2 separate regions of the Sus scrofa genome follow, and region 1 is linked to region 2. A link is a contact called in public Hi-C data. All regions are on one chromosome and are shown on one strand. The core of a region is the stretch at or near the end of the contact, and the rest is flanking DNA. Distances in the headings are between cores, read along the strand shown. Region 1 overlaps ACYP2 (acylphosphatase-2). Region 2 overlaps LOC106508926 (protein transport protein sec31-like).

What was found. Hi-C and Micro-C count contacts between places; a contact is called where the count stands out from the background.
Region 1: a Hi-C map of subcutaneous adipose tissue shows a contact between it and region 2, with 1.6 times the contacts expected there. A contact is called at or near these places in 1 of 47 Hi-C or Micro-C datasets (subcutaneous adipose tissue) and 1 of 2 datasets of targeted methods (skeletal muscle).

What each region holds. Positions count from the first base shown.
Region 1 is chr3:87,015,315-87,018,708 of Sscrofa11.1, reverse strand. The region is part of intron 4 of ACYP2 (acylphosphatase-2); the gene reads left to right. Among named protein-coding and RNA genes, the nearest start is that of C3H2orf73, 94 kb to the right of the region's middle.
Region 2 is chr3:86,803,709-86,806,952 of Sscrofa11.1, reverse strand. The region is part of intron 2 of LOC106508926 (protein transport protein sec31-like); the gene reads right to left. Among named protein-coding and RNA genes, the nearest start is that of SPTBN1, 21 kb to the right of the region's middle.

The DNA of each region.
Region 1 (3,394 bases), core at 424-2,923, 210 kb before region 2:
AGCTGTGGTCAACCCTGCTGTGTGTCTCTAGCTAAGCCAGGAGAAGGGCTGGGCAGAGTGTGATTGGAGCAGAAAAGAAACTGGTTCTTGTGACTGGGTATTGCCTGTTTTTTTCTGTCATTAGGACAATTTAAAATAATCCATATTTTTAACCATTTAAATCACACAGAAAAAAATATTAAAGGTATTTAAAATGATTTGTTGCAAACAAAATCCTGTAATAACACTTTTTTTTTCTTTTAAAAGATGAGGAGTGACAGGACTAGCTGCTTCTTTTCAGTTTTGTCGTGTTTCAGCTTTCCTATATGGTTTTTTTAGGTTTCAAGGACCTTACTGTCACCATGAGTTTTTACTTTCTCGCTTGTGTTCTTATTATGGGACACTAAGTCTTTGGGCATCATTTAAATTGCATCTTTTGCATTCAAAAGTTAAATTGCTAGTGATCTTTATTTTTTGACAATTTTTAATGGAAATAAATGGGTAATACATTATTCATACTAATGAGGACCCAATGACAAAGACTACTCCCAATTAGCGATAATCATTTTTTGGCTCTGGAATACCTAAAGGATTTTTTCTCTTATTTTCTGAGACAAATAGTAAAATGGACCTTCGCTTTCTGATTATACAGCAGTGGGGGAGGGGAGCTTTCCAGAAGATACCAAGTAATACATGGACTGTAACCTAGGATTAAAAACTCACTGCCATTGGGTTGTGATGTTCATTGGACAGCTATAAATGTTATAAATCCATTGAGTAATATAAAAATAAAACCTCACTGCAGGAGTTCCTGTTGTTGTTCAGCAATAACAAATATGACTAGTATCCATGAGGATGTGGGTTCGATCCCTGGCCTTGTTTAGTGGATTAAGGATCCAGCATTGCCCTGAGCTGAGGTATAGATCACAGATGTGGCTCTGATCCCATGTTGCTGTGGCTCTGATGTAGGCTAGTGGCTACAGCTCCAATTTGACCCCTAGCCTGGGAACCTTACTGCAGAAAGTCCAGGGGCTGAAGGGGCTGAGGATAATCTGGGCCTAAATAAATTCTCTACTGTGTCTGATTAATGTTGTATTCCAGTAGAGTTACCACTTTGGTGCCTACTTGAACATAAATATTTAGAGAAAATATAGGAAAGTTTTTGAGAAAATGAAGTCTCGTATATACACTCCAGTCTTACTTGTTTGTATTTACTGCAGAAATCACAGACTTGTACCAGTGTGACCCAAGTACTCACCATCACTGTAAATTCACGTGGTGACCTGGGTGCTTAGCCAACTCTACATTCAGTATTCAAAACCAAAAATATTTAAATACCCAATTGAGTAAAAACTGATTCAACTGGATAAGTCTGGAGCCATCATTTAAAGATGCTGAACATCTGGAATTTTTATATGCATTGGTGAGGCCACAGTTTCCTCTGACAGACAATCCATTCTTATTACTGGCTGTAGGCAGTAATAAAGGGCAGAGTCAGGAAGGACAAAGAATTTACAGAGCAGAATTTTCAATAATGTGTTGATGTCAGGAAAAGAGTTGAGCTGTTTCTGATAAGAAAGAAGTGTTAATTTTAAACAGCTGTGAATGTACGTTCTGAGCTCTTCTCCTGAAAACTAACAGCAGGGTAACTCATAGGCCACGGGTCACAAGATGAGTTTGAGTAACCAACCCTTAAGTGAAACCAAAGAGGGGGGAAGTAAATACTGGAAGAGGTGACAGAGTTCAGCCCTGGAGTGGAACACAGTCTTCTATGATTCCATGTTCTTGACTCAGGTTTAGATTTGGCAGTGGCTACTTCCTCCACTAAACCCTTGTCACTACCTTCCAATGAATCAACACTTAACAGTAACTATGAAGCACATGGTAAAGCTCTGATTTAGGAATAATTTTTGATGGCATTGAAAATTATACAGCATTCCTGCTATCCTGGTTAATTCTTAGTAGCACACTTAAGAAATGCTTAAAGAAGTGTGATACAGTTTTTCTCCAAAAAATAATGGAATTATGATAAGCTGCCTAAGTCTATGAAATTGGGTAAAAGCCTGTTATTTTGGCAAAGATACTTATATTCTGAAGGTCTGTTTGCAAGCCATTTGGTACAAATAGTGAATGTGAACTGAATTTGGAAGTTGAGTGCTTCACAGTTTCAAATTGGACCAGGCATGTGAAGATACATTGAATTTTAAATTCAGCCTTAATACCTGTGTGTGTTTAGAGCATCTTTTTTCAAAAAATGAATAACTGTCCTGCCCTCCTCCCCCATCCCTACCCCAACCCCAGGCAGTTTAGCCAAGTATTAGATGTTTAGGGACTGGGAATTTTGTTCAATTCTTCTTTAGGAGGTTGGAGTAAACCACTTTTTCTATCTCTTATTTCTTTTGCTTATGGAGTGTGCACATTATTTCTGGCTCCTCTGCTTCTAAAGATGTCATACATGTCATACTCTTTGTGATAAAGCCTTAAAATATCAGAAATAGTGATATTTTAAGGCTTTATTAACTAAGGCATTATTATGCATATGAAGGGTGGTACCAGTATTGCATAGAATAAGAACAGAATCATGTAAATGGATGTTACATCATTTAATCTTCATTTTTATTCATATTTTATAAAAATTCCACAAATATTTGAGACTATGAAATGTGATACAGAGGTCTACACATGATCATTTTGAGATTCCTCCTCTGAGATCACAGCTTAAAAATTCCGGGATTGAGGGTCCAATTGGCCTTGTCAGAATGGAACCAGTCAGTATGCAAAGCTGCCGCCATCTTGGTTTGATTTTGCAGAACTTCCAAATCTTTTGCTCAAAAAGCTAAACCACAGCTGCTCTTCAAGATAAGCCCTGATGACAGAGTGGCTATAAAAGTAGCATCTTATCACAGAAAAAGAGAAGTATGGACAGGCTCAGGCTGATTTAACAATAGCTCCTAGTTCTTTGAAATGAAATGAAGATAGATGGAACTAATGAATTTCAATGCCTTATTAACTTTCTTTTGGGAAAGTGATCACATTTACTATAAATTAGGAAGGAGGAATTTATATGAAGTATGGAAACAGATCAGAAATGAATAGACATATAGGATCAGGCAGAGCTTCAGCAATACAAGGACTAAAGACAGTAATTCAGATTATCATTCTGTAAATGGGTAGATAAGAATAATAATAATGGCAACAACTAACATTTAAGTGGCACTCATTATTTATTTGACACTAGTATATATAACATTTAGATTTTTTTTGTGTGTGAAGCAGGTGCTGTCTTTATCCCTATTTTAGAGATGAAGAAATTATGATGGTATACAGGGATTAAGAATCCTAAAGTTCTGCTAGCTTTCAGACCTGGGAAACCTGATTGCACAAACCACACCCTTAACCTGTGTGTCATACTGCT
Region 2 (3,244 bases), core at 668-3,167:
TTCAGATATGACATTAAGGATTGACTCCACAAGGTCATTAGCATCATACAACTATTCCCCAAGCCTATGAGCAATGACCACTAAATCCCTGTGGTCATGGTTTCCCTCCAGTCTTTATTTGGAGTTCCCTTCTTAACAGTAAACAGCTTTGAGGACTATGGACAGTCATGGAATGTGCCTGGACCACTTTTTACTTGTGTTTAGTGGTTCTGACCACATACACATACTCCTACATCATAGGAAATGGACTATTTGAACATTGAGAAAAATTCTAGCATGAGGAAAGGCAGAAGCATGGTGTTGCCAATGAAGATCCTGCTTTGACTGGCTTGCTTTTTAAGCTCCTATTTGAGGTAGGATGTAAACATGTAAGTGGATTTGCATGCTACTCTGAACAAGTCCAGCAATAAATTATAAACATCCTTAAGAGATTTCTTAAAGGAAGTAGTTCCTATGTGTGACTAGTAACCACTTTTTCAAGAGTGAAACATCTGAGCTATTTAAATTCTTCTGCAAAGTATGAAAAGCAATTTAAGTCATCATGGCATCATCACTCAAATCAGAAGGATGAGGAGTATTGCAGTTTTTTGTTTTATTTTTTCTTTTGTTTTTTCTTCTTACTGGTAAGGTGGTAGGGTGACATCAAGTGTAATTGTCAAAATTAAGTTAAAATCTCTAGAAATTCAAATCAACATGTATTTGATTGCTGACTGTTCCCCATGTACTACAGGGTATGTGTAAGCCCAGGGAGTAGGGAGACCATACTATGGGTGTGTTATGGGTGTGTCCATGAAGCAACAGAACTATTTTTCTCAACATTCTGTTTATGAAGCCTCATTTGTTGGACAGCTGCTGAGGAATCCAACCAAAGCATATATAGTCTGTATGTTTCATTCATAAGACCTAATCTGAATGAATTTAACAGTAGCAAAATAAGCCATATTCTATGCCAGCTCTTTTCTGGTCAAAAGAAATCAGAGACATTGCTAGTCTATTTCCCATGAAGGAAAAGTTTTGATTCCATCCTGAATGTACCTTTGTTTGTGGAGCGATTTCCTGTTTTTCCTTATCAAAATATTTCAGCTGGAGCCTAAATTGAGTAGCTATTGGAGGTTCTAGTCCAACCAAGTCAGACGAGTATGTTTAAATACAGCTCTGAAGAATATCCATTCTGTTAGCAAGTAGAACACTTAAAACAAAATAAAAGGAAAAAATATTTTTATTCCAATGAGTATCTTCCATGGGAAAAAAGGCAGATGGAAAGAATAACAGTGATGAGACAAAATTAATATATCCATATTATATAACAACCAAAAAAAGCTGTCATGTAACATTTCTATGTTTCCTTTTACAAGTAATGTGAATTTTTTTTCTTTGGATATGCATTTATGCTTGTGTGGACAGCAGTCAAGGCTTAAAGGCATAGACTAGATAATTAATTCTGCCCCTTTAAGGACATTTTTACATATCTCTGTCCAGTGCCAATTATGTGTTGATTTCACACTCAGAAACACACTCAGAGAGTGTGTTTGTTTCCTTATTTCCTATTTCTTGGCTGTATATGCAGATTTCTCGATTTCCTATTCCTTGACTCAGTTGGGGGCTGGGGGTGGACATCTTTGGCCCTCATGAACCACCTACACAAGTGAAATCAAATTGCAAGGAAATGTATTCTAACGCCCCCTGAGCAACATGCAAAACCGTTTCATTACTGGTGCCTGAATGTGTTACAGAGTGTTGACAAACCCAGCTCTGAGCTATCGAAAATGGGAGAACTTTTTTTCCCTGTTTTCTTTCTATCAAGGAGTCAATAGCACCAAACAAGAAAGGATTGCTTTATTTTTAGGGCAGAGGCATGAGGGAAGCACTGAGAGGCAGGAGAGTTCATCACGTGTCCTAAGTGGTGCTGGCAGCAATGTACACAGAGCATTCGGTCAACTAATATTTAATTTTTGTACCAGGCCCAGAGCCAGCACATCCAGTGCACCGGGATTGATGATTAAGGAGAATGTTGTAAAACTGCTGAGCATAATTCACTATCACCAAATATAGGCATCTCTGAAGCTGATAATCTTATTCATAGGAAATGCAATGACATGGTTCAAGTTGTCAGAAAAGGAATCCAGCTTGGTTGGGATAGGAAAGACAAAACAAAAACAGCAAAACTTGAGCCCATGAGTCCTTTCTGTTGGAAAGATTTCTGAAGATTGAACCTAGGCCTGCAGTGCCCCTAACAGCACAATCTGAGGCTGCCAGCAGAGCCACTGTGGAAGTGAACGCAGCTGTTCAGGTGAGAGAGAATCAAGTGGAGAGAATCTACCTCCTAAAGATGCTCTTCTTATCAGGGCTTCCTAAGACCTTCTAGAGTGATGAGTTCCAAACTATATCCAGCCATTGCAGGGGGATAAAAAGATTTGACCAGTTGTGGATGCTGGATTTAATTATCCACAGCCTATTTCCAGCCTCAGAACAATTTCTGCCTCTACCTATAACCCACTGCAGCCCAAGTGTGAAGGATCTTAATGCGGTTCATTTTTTAAAAAAAACCACTTTCCAATTATACATACATGTATGTCTATGAATACGTAACATATTTTATTCACACTAGAGATTTAAATCAAGTGGGTGTTTTGGCTCCTTTCCCTATTATGGGAATTTCAAAGAGAACTTAGGAATATTCTTTGGAACATATTTCACAGGATATTACTTAGGTCTCCCAATTAGCTGGACAAAAATAATTAATTACATATACAAAAAAAAGTGGTAGGAGTTCCTACTGTGGCACAATAGGATCACAGGGTCTCTGCAGCTGCAGGGAAGTGGCTTCGATCCTGGGACTGATACAGTGGTTTAAGGATCTGGTGTTGCTGCAGTGTGGCATAGGTCACAGCTCCCGCTTGGATTCGATCCCTGGCCGGGGAATTTCCATATGCCATGGTGCAGCCAAAAAAGAAAAAAAAAAGAGTAAAAAGTTCCCCAAATACCTAACTTATTTACTATAAAAATGAGTCACACAAATCAATAATAAAAAGATAAACAATTCTATGGGAAAATAAGCAAAGGATATATGTTTATTTCCTGGAAATAAACATATAAAAATATACTCAACTTCACTATAGTTTAAAAATTCAAATGATGAGATAGCAATTTTCACTTCTAATTGGCAAAGATGAAAAAGAGTAGTATTGCCAGGATAAGATGTGATTGTTGGTAAATGTATTGATTGATGTCATGTTTTTATTTT